Linked DNA regions of Anser cygnoides: region 1 is linked to region 2. Evidence: chromatin contacts called from public Hi-C data. All regions are on one chromosome and are shown on one strand. The core of a region is the stretch at or near the end of the contact, and the rest is flanking DNA. Distances in the headings are between cores, read along the strand shown. Region 1 holds the start of LAS1L (LAS1 like ribosome biogenesis factor). Region 2 holds the start of LOC106045547 (collagen alpha-2(I) chain-like).

Region 1 (5,012 bases), core at 594-3,093, 170 kb after region 2:
ATACCTCCTGTTACATCCAGCAACAAAGTCTGTCTACCCTTTCATCAGATCACAAAAGGTAAATATTTACATTCAGATAGAATGTTGTATTGTCACCCTTCACAAACATTTTTTTTACCTCCATATAGGCAGAAAATAGTTCTTTCAATTTTCTGCACAACTTGGTTTTATGTCAATGGGTAACATAAATATACAATAAAGCAAGTATTTTCTTAGTATTTTTCAATTTCTATGCTGGTAAAAATTACAGATTCAGCTATTCCCCAACTTAATCTCTCAAGTATGTTTAGAGAAGAGAAACAACGCAGCAGACAACGAAAAATTACCTACAAACTGTTTTTCAAAGAAAATGGAACACTACAGAATTTCATATGGGTGCAGCCATAAAATCAAAGCTTTTACTAAAGAAGGGGGAGGTGAGTGGTCGTCCCCTTATTTTGGAAAATCCATGCATTTGTAACCCATCCATACAATGATGATTTCGACCTCCTGATGTACTCAGCTTAAGAAAGGGAAGTAAATCCGACTGGAAAAAAAACAGGTGGATACATTAATCTAGGTTACATTACATAAATCATGACCTTTGATCAAACCCCAGAACACATCTAAAACTTGTATTTATAACACACACAATACAATTCATTATGGACCAATGCAGGAAAGCAGCTGTACTGCAATTAGAATTTTACTGTATCAGCACATGCCTTTGTGTATTACTGTGTCTAAGGAGTTCCCTATCTGCTTGTTTGGATGCAGGTCCCTATTCCCCAGGCATGCAAAATGATTTTCCAAAGTGCCAATTTTTGCAAGTTACAGCTGCATGAAGAGGGCAAGGTGGCGCTCTCAGGAAGGTACTATCTGAAAGAAAATATTAACAGAAATACTTTTTCTGTGATCTCATTTACAAAACTTATTTACCACAGTAGTAGAAGGATTGGATTTTGGTCGATTTCTGCTGTGGCTCAACTTTATTTTTATCCACTGCTTTTGCTTAGGGTCTTTATTCTCCTTAGTAACAGAAAATCAATCAATCAAACAAACAAAAAAGTTCCATTTTTTATTATGATTATTAATTTTAAAAATGTTAAATTTAAATGTCATCTAATGTGATTTGACTCAGATCACACACCAAGCTCCTGGTATGGCTGAAAACCCCCACATCTTGTGTATAATACTCTGTATTTTCCAGCAGGTCTTCCTAAGTAACCAGAACCCAAGGCTTAGCTTTGCTGCTGGCAATGTCACTGCGAGCAGCTCCCATGGGCTTCCAGCTCCAGCACGTTTTTCCCATCCCACCTTGCAGTTCTGTCTTCCCCTGGCCTCTAACATAAGCATATTCCTGGGCTCGCACAAACTGCCTGACGAGAATCATAGAATCACAGAATCACAGAATAACCTGAGTCGGAAGGGACCCACAAGGATCATCGAGCCCCACTCCCGGCACCACACAAGTCGGCCCAAAATTTCAGACCATGTGACTAAGCGCACAGTCCAAACGCTTCTTAAACTGCGACAGGCTTGGTGCAGTGACTGCTTCCCTGGGGAGCCTGTTCCGGTGGGCGACCACCCTCTCGGTGAAGAGCCTCTTCCTGATGTGTAGCCTAAACCTCCCCTGCCTCAGCTTGACACCATTCCCGCGGGTCCTATCACTGGTGACTAAGGAGAACAGATCGGCGTCACTGGTGACTAGAGAGGATAGATCGGCGAGAGAACAGGCGATTAAAACAAACAAACAAACAAAAAACAAACAAAAAACCACACCACAATCCCCGCAACCCAGCGCCCTCCCGCCGCCCCTGGGCAGCCGGAAGCGGCGCGCCCCGCCCCGGGCCGGGGCGGCGGAAGCCGGGCGGGGGGCGCGGGGCGGGCGGCGGCATGGCGGGCGGGCGGCAGTGGCTGTCCGGGACCCGCAGGTGGCTGAAGCCGCTGCGGACGGTGGTGGCGTGGAGGGGCAGGGCGGAGTGGGACCAGGTGATGGTGGGGCTGTACTGCGGGGACGGCCGGCTGCAGCAGGAGGCGTTGGATCGGGTCTCGGCCTGGAAGAGCCGGTACGGGCCGCGCGCCGGCGTGGAGCGGGAGCGGGGAGCGGCCCTGCGGGGCCGTCGCTGCCTCCCGGGCCGCCCCCTGCGGTCCCTGAAGCGGCCGTGCCGGCTGCGCGCCCCGGGCTGCTCCGGCACGGCCTGTCGGGGCCGCAGGGCCGGCCGCAGCGGCGTGCGCAGCCGCGGGCGCCTCGTCCTGCGGGGCCCCGTCTCTGGGCAGTCGCCTTCGGACACGCGGATGGCGCCGGTAATAGCGCGGCGCCTCGGGCGCGGGGGGAGGAAGAAGCCCTGCGTGTCCGCAGCTTCCCGGACTCGTTCCGCTCAGGACAGTGCGGCGCTCTGAGCGCGTCCGGGGTCCCCACGTCGCTTTACTTTGTGTTGCCTCTGCTGCACCGTAAAGGAATCCGGTCCAGTTATAGCGACTCGTGCTGTATGAGTGACATGAGTGCTGACGTTTGGCATGTCAGTAGGTACTCATTTAACCTGCCTAGGAGCAGCCGTGTAATCACTGTTCCAATTAAAAGTCTTCTGGAAGAAGCCTTACTGTCTGCATACCTGTTCTCAGGCTGCTTAGTACCACAAAGCACAAAAAGTATTGTGAAGGCTACCCTTTTTGTAGGGGGAGTGTATTCTTGTGAGGCTGCTCATCATTTCTTTAATTTCTAGGTATGGCCCCAAAATGCCTCTTGCAGTGGATTGTACTGCCGAACTGATTCGTTGCAAGGTTCTGGATTCATCTGGCAGACTGAGGTCACACGAGCTCATCCTGTCCTATGGTCTGGCCCTTGTAAGGTAGGACTCTGAAGGCCTCTGTCCTGCAAGGAAAAGAGAGATCTGGACAGAGAGCATTATTCAGCTGTCTTATTTCACTTTAGGTCTCTGAGACCCCAGTGTTGTATGGTTTGTGGGGGATTTGTCTCTGGGGTTCCAAGTTTCTTTGCAGCTTTTGATAAAGTTATTTATCTTTTCTGTAACCTGCATGCAGATTTGTCAACTTGATCACAGAAAGGAAACAGAAAATGGTCAGCATTCCGCTGAGACAATTAGCCATAGAGGTAAATATTTAATAAAAGTTAACCAATAACTTATATATATACAGAGAGCACGTACATTGACTATTAATAACATTAGGAGGAGTTGTCAGGGTCATTCTTTCGTAAGCAAAATAATGGATACGGATGCCTGTACTCTCCAACTGCAAAGCTTTGAAGACGCTTGATGTTCTTTAAAGTCAAATTAGGAGTAACAACGGCTGATGATGTTCACTAAAACATTTTGAATCCTGTGTGATTGAATCTTTAGATGCAAATAGTCCCACTTGACATATATGCCACCTGTTTTTATTACTGAGAGATGGAAAAAGAGCTAAGTCTATAGTTTATAAATTCAATTCTTTGAGAACCAAGATAATGCATTAATAGCACTTAGTTATATTTGCAGGTATTTTCATCTTGTCATTCTCAGTTGTTTAAGGTGAGCTTCTGTTTGGAGGATGGAACATTCAAGGTGTAGTAGTAACTTGAGTCCTTTTATTGCCAGCTGCACTGAGCATCGTTTCTGGGTTTGAACAGCAAATTTTGACAGGGATGAGCAGATAGTATTTGAGACTCCTAGATATGCAGCCTTGTCCAATGACTCTATATGGGGATGGAGAATTGTTTTCTGTTTGTTTTTTAAGAAAACTGCTGCTACTCACTTTTTAACACTGATCAAACTTGCAAATAGAGACCTTTAATAATTAAAGTCAGTTATCCGTGGGAAAAATGCAAATACAACTTACAGTATATATGATTTGAGTATTTTGTATGATATGATCATATCTTCATTACAAACTGTCATCCAGAATGTTTCATCAGTTTAAATACAGTTTAACTGGTTGATACATCATTAAGTTACACATAGTGCCTCTGACTGAAAAGACAGCTGTTGTTGCAAGAAAAGTTGAAAAACTTAAACTGCAAAATCCGGCGTTTGTATGGATGCTAGGCCCCAGGAGGACCGGGGTCAGAGAGGAGGGGTCTCAGCCCACCCTTGAAAGGGGAAGCTAGAGTAGTTGTTCCCACTCGGGAAGAGGTTGTCTGCAGCCTTGCAGAGCTGCGTACGGTTGGACCCGATGCCGTGGGAGTTTTGTGGTGATGCCTGTAGCTGCTATTGCAGGTGGATATCCCCATCTGGGTCGTGGATCTCCGCCATGAGCTGACCCACGGGAAGCTGCCCCGCCTGGCTCTGTGCCGCAAGGGTGAGTGCCACTGTCGGATGGTGTGGGAGGGCCTTGCCTGCAGTGCACTCGGGCAGCGGTGTCCCCTTAGGCCGCATCACAACAGGTACAGAGCCCTGAGGGGAGCAGCCCTCCCTGCTGGGGCCCTGCTGAGCGGGCTGGGGGCTCATCCTCATGGGGAGAGTTGTGGTGTGAAATGCCTGTGACAGTGTGCCGCAGCCTTGTGGGGATAGCTGAAGCGTGCCCGTTGAGGAGCATGCAGAAAAGGAGGGGAAACCAAGGCTGTGGAGGGGATGTTGCTCTTCACTCTCCCCTGCCTTGTGTTGTTGGGAGAGGTGGGGCAGAATCCCAGTTTTTGGGAAGGGGAAAGTGCAACTGGATGTAGCCAACGTTAGGCTTTCAAAAAGGACTGGAGGTTCTCTAACTGTGGGAAGGAATGACCTTCCATTTATTTGATGGGGCAGGTGTTCAGACACTTTCTCCTTCCCCTGAAAAAAAAATACTGGAAACAGTAGTTCAGCCCTATTGTTTCTTTACAGCACATAAAGTTCATGTCAGGGAAGGAGGTGAATGCTTTTCCTGATGGTTTAGATGTACCCAAGACTGTTAAAAAAATCAGTTTAGGGGGAGATGCAGTAGGTCACACAACCCTGAATAAATGACCAGCTCATAGCCTATGAAGGAATTCCTGGGAATTTGGGGTTAAACACTGAGGAGCCAGAGACATAACCTTCGGCAGGGTCCTAAATTGAACT
Region 2 (5,085 bases), core at 2,012-4,511:
AATCCATCAAGTTATATAAAAAGCGTATTTTAAGCAGACAGTGATCTTACACGACCTTATCCAGACAGTGAACTTGCACATTCGGCAGCAAGAGGGACACAAAATTGCCCATCAGAGCACGTTGCCCGAGCAAGGTATTAGTGTCAGAGCACCAATTACCCTGCTGAGCAGGTTACGATGCCACCAGGCAATTAGGCTGTCTGCAGGGCAGATTGGGAGGTCTTAATAGGGTCACAGCTGTTCTCATGGCCTCCTGTCACAGGCTGGGTAAATATGAACGTTGAATCTTAAAACCGTTCTACTGAGTATCACTTCTACACATTAGATTAAGGCTTTACCTAAGGATTTGTAGCTTTTACTAGATACGAGGCCAAATCTAGGGTGACTGATACATGGAAGTGCCTACATGGCAGGGAACGTGCTTTGCACCCAAAGTCACTGCTCCGTGCTCCCATTACTAATTGCTCTGGCCTCCTCTAGGATTGTATTTTCATTGCCCCCCTTCTGTCTCCATGCCCCAAACAATCTGCTCACTGCACATCCAGATAGCAGAGCGGTTAAAGCACACGGGGCCCTCAACAGCCCACCTTTGGCCGCCACCCTGCGCTTAAAGGTGGTCAATGGAAAGAGCGCGTGTGCCTGAACCGCGATGAGCGGGCACCGAGAGGCGGCCAGACCTGACCAGCGCTCACAGAGCGCTTCAGGAGGGGAGGCCCACGACGAGCACGCTCCTCGAAAGCTCCAGGAAGAATCCGAAACGACCGCAACGGGGGCCCGGCGCGAGGCCCCTCTGCTCCGGGTGGCTGCGGGGCCGGTGTCGGCGGCAGGGCCCCGCTCCGCCGCGGGGTGGCGCCGCCGCCCAACGCCAGCCCCGCGCCCCCGCCGGGGGAAGGCGCAGCGCGGCGCCGGGCCGGGCCGGGCTCGGCCCTCGAGCGGAGCGGGGCCGGCGGCGTTCGGCTCGCGCCCGTTTGGACCGGAGCGGCCGTGCGGGGAGGCTGAGCGCCTGCTCCCGAGGCGCTGACCGGGAATTCCGTCCTCGCCTTCCTCGGGAAAAGAGGGAGAGCGGCGGCGTCCTGCCGGGAGGCCAGCCGGTGGCACGCGTCCGGCACCCCTGCCCCGCGCAGCTGCTCCAGGTTGCGTCGCGTTTCTCGATCTAAACCAGGTCCTGCCCCGCGGGCCCGTCTTTGTCAAAACGCAGCCGCTAGGCAGAGGCACGGCGCCGGCTCTTCGCCTTTCCCATCGGAGCGGGCCGCTCGGCGAGCGTGCCGAAGGAGCAGCCGGCTGCCGGCGCTGCCTCGGGTGGCCGGCTGCCTGGCAGAGCCCCCGTTTCCATGACGGGCGGTGCTGTGGAAGCTGCATGGGAACATTCTTTGCAATCCTAGGCTTACGATCTCTCCAGGGAAAGAGCTGCTGCTCTGAAAAATACAAGGGCGACTTTTCAGTCTGGGGGTTGGATTTTATTTTTAAAGTCCGTGTAAAAATAATGCAAATAAAGGCTTGTGCCTGCTTGTGGAGCCCAGAAGACGGAGTGCTGGAGCAGTGGCAGAGACATTTTCCCAGGCAGCTTAGAGCAGTCCTGCTGAACAACCGCAACTGAAGTCAAAGCAGCAGCACTGAATTCTTTGCCCTGGGAATTGCCATCCTACCAGCTAAATGTGACCTTTAGTATTATTTTGTCAGCTCTAGCTGACAGTCAGTTCTGCTAGAACTTGATTAAGAAGACAAAGAAGGGCCTGGTAATTACAGTAATCTTAGGAATCTGGTTCTTGTCAACATCCCAACCAAGCAATTATCAGAACCATCACAGCCAGCTGCCTGCCTCATCCCTCCCAATCCCAACATCTCAGTTGCACATCCAAGCACAGTGTGTTTTGGAGAGCAACGCTATTCCCTGAGCTTCTATGAGCAGAGATGCTGGCAGCCTCCCATAATGGACTGGTGCCTGGTCACAGGGTATGTTCTGTGTCTGCACAAGGTTGCCTTCTTGTCAAGCACCTGTCACCTCACTGAGCTGCTGCACAGAGGTAAGCAGCAGGTGGGTTTCCCAAGCACACAAGCAGTAGCTGCCTTCCTCAGCAGAACAGCAGGGACACCAAGACAGCAAACTTGCAGAAGTGGGCTGTCTGTTCTTCTACACAACTACTGTCTCTGGTTCACGTTGGCAGGTGTAAGGAATTGCTTCCTTTACGGTTTAGGGACAAAAGTCAGGAGGGCAGTAGGGGAGATAAAAACATTTTTGCTTCTTCTAGAAAATAGGTGGATACTAGCACTGCAACCAGGGGAAGTAACTGGAGATGGTCTGGCCTTATCAGCCTCTTGCATAAACTCCTCTAAGCCACCTAAGAAGGTGCTGTCCAGTGTGGCATAAGGCTAGTGAGAGTTCCAAGAGGGAACTCACAAAGGAAAGATATACCAGAAGACCAGGGCTCTCTCTGAGTTAAGGCTTCCAACTTCGGCTCCACTGGAGATGTCTGCATTAAGTAGTGCAAGTGCTCTCTTTTTCTGACTCCTCTCTCTTAAAGAGTCCAAACAGATTGTGTTATATATTTGGGTGAGCCCTTCCTGGGCCCCTTGAGAGCAAAACATCTGAGACCTGTGCTTTATGCGACACCCAGAGATGGTCTCTGCTTCGTCGTTAACTTGATGGAGGTTATGGGCAAGAATTCCTGCATGACTTTCGCATCTCAAGAAAGGGAAATACACATTCAACCTTTCCAACTTATATTATGGGACAGAAGCAAGCAAGAGGAAGTGGACAGTCTTCACAAAGGACAGATTCAGGTGCAGAATCCATTTTGGAGGGGCAAAGCAGACTTCCAGCACATACAGACAGAGCAGCTTTGACCATCAAGACACAAAAATGAGCTCTACCATTTTCTCCTATTTGCTTAGCTCAGTTTCCTTCAGCCTGACCCAGGCAAATGTAATTCTCTTTCTCTGACAGTTATAGTCCCGTAAGTTCTGCAAGCATTTCCAGTATGGATGAGCACTGGAACAAGTTTTATGCTACTAGCGCCTCCAGAGAGGGAAAGTTTGAGGGGCAAAAGGGATAGGTGAGTGAAAGAACATGCCACACAGCCAACACTTGGAATGCAGATGAGGTGTCAACTGCAGTGCAATGTGTACTCACCACTGGAACGTCCTGCAGGAAAGGGGCTGGCAGTGGTGGCGGGGCAGAGAGGATGAGAAACAAGGTGAGGAACTGAGCTGACCCACAACCTGCTCCGTCCCAAGGAAGGAGAGCCAGCCCTAGGGGAAAGTAGTGCCCCCCTTCGGCTCTATAAATAAATGCAATCAGGTGGGTTTGTCTGAGCTTCCGAGAGCGATGGCAGCTGGCAATCACAGAGGAGCAGGGGCAGAGACACCTTATTACTCTGCAGGGACACCTGAGCTGAATCACCGACAGTATCTGCACGTCAGACTGGGGATCAGAATCCATATGAGCGCGAGGGGAGGGCGAGCAAAGGATAATGCTGATGAAATGGCAGAGTGTGCTCTGTAAGCTGCACAGCCTTGCCAATGCGTCACGCTCCTGCAGCAGACCCTGGAGCTCCCCTGCTAATCTGTGCAGGGCTCTAGCTCCCTTGCTGGGGTCCCACAAGCTCTCCTGCCCCGAGCTACCCAGAGGTCATCATGTATCCCTTCTGAGCAGTTCCTAAGTCATGCTGTCACTGGTGCAATTTGTCAATGAAAATGTTCTGCAATGTCATTTTCTCAGGGACAGAAACTCTTCATTTCTCTATTCAGGGCCACATTTTTTCACTTTAATCAATCATTTGTTCATACTGAGTGGGGCATGGTCCTCCTCATTTCATTTACTCTTTTCATTTACTTGACAAAATGAAAGGGTTCTCCAGGCTCTATATATAACATTTTTCACTTGCAAAAAAAAATGGGAAGAATAAAATAAATGCATATTTGGGATACTTTTTTTCTTTCTGTTATTGGTTCTTTGCCTTTTGCATCATGTTCCCATGAGAAAATATAAAAATCTTCCCTTACTTCACATGCTCTTACAGTTTGTTTGCTTTTTGTCTTTTAAACCTTTTCTCAGATTGTACACACACTTTCACAAACACACAGTGCGATCATAGTTTGAAAGCAAGTTTGTCTTCCCCAATGTTTTTTATTTTATATAATAAAAATTGGAAGCATTTCACTTCTGACAAAATCTCATCTTCAGCATCTCTCTCAAGCTTACGACGCACTGAAAATGTTTGACAGATTAGACCACACTGCTCCTGGACCTACCACTTACGGTCAGTACCTGCCGCACAGAACTGGCCATTGGCCTCTGTGCTGATGCTCAGCTCCCTCCGTGCAGCTCTGCAGAGAGAGCAGACGGTGCTGAGAGCACAGCTGAGAGCGCGAGTCCTCCAGCACCTGGGGGCCAGGGACACCACGGGACTGTGGCAGCCCTGGGCAGCCGCTGCTGTGATGGCCAGGGCTCAGGGCTCACCCTGCTGTGGGGCCAGTGAGCTGCTCTCCCACCTGTCCAGCTGAGACCACCAGGGGAAACTTTCTAGCAAGGAAACTCTGAACACAATGCTCCTAAGAACTTTTGCATTTAGCTGTGGGCCTGATTTAAACACAGAATCATAGAATCATAGAATATCCCGAGTTGGAAGGGACCCATAAGGATCATCGAGTCCAACATACTAGCAATAAAGTCCAAAGAGGTCCAGTAAGGCTGAAGTGGCACAATGGAGCTACTTCCCAAATATGATTTCTCATTTTCCTTCATTCCCAGCTAGACCTTATCAGGCTTTAAAGGAGAGTTTTTTCCTTCCAAATGCAAAGCTTCTTTCCTCTTAATCTCGAACCCATACTGCAACACAGCAGTGTTCTGGGAGAGCCCCCAGATAACGCAGCCTACAACCCCAAATGCAACAGGCCGTTCTCTGAGCTTTGAGGCCAAACAGCACAGCTTTGATTGTGTCCACATAATGAAATTCTTGGTACCTGGTCTCCAGCATGTGGAGGCCTTGTGGTCCTAAGACATAATCCTTAACTTTTTGTGTGTTTTCTTTCCAGTTCAAAGAGCACGAAAGAGCACGCAGCCTGTGCTGCAATCCGTCAGAGGAG

Evidence for each region. A called contact is a pair of places that touch in the nucleus more often than the background predicts.
Region 1: a contact with region 2 is called in a Hi-C map of liver, with 2.1 times the contacts expected there. The contact joins the promoter of LAS1L here to the promoter of LOC106045547 in region 2. A contact is called at or near these places in 2 of 7 Hi-C or Micro-C datasets (granulosa cells and liver).

Annotation. Positions count from the first base shown.
Region 1 is chr13:21,830,271-21,835,282 of Taihu_goose_T2T_genome, forward strand. It overlaps LAS1L (LAS1 like ribosome biogenesis factor), which reads left to right and starts at 1,844. Exons shown (of 13, transcript XM_067005039.1): 1 at 1,844-2,048; 2 at 2,706-2,831; 3 at 3,025-3,094; 4 at 4,197-4,278. The coding sequence starts at 1,876.
Region 2 is chr13:21,654,487-21,659,571 of Taihu_goose_T2T_genome, forward strand. It overlaps LOC106045547 (collagen alpha-2(I) chain-like), which reads right to left and starts at 3,262. Exons shown (of 4, transcript XR_010834711.1): 1 at 3,131-3,262.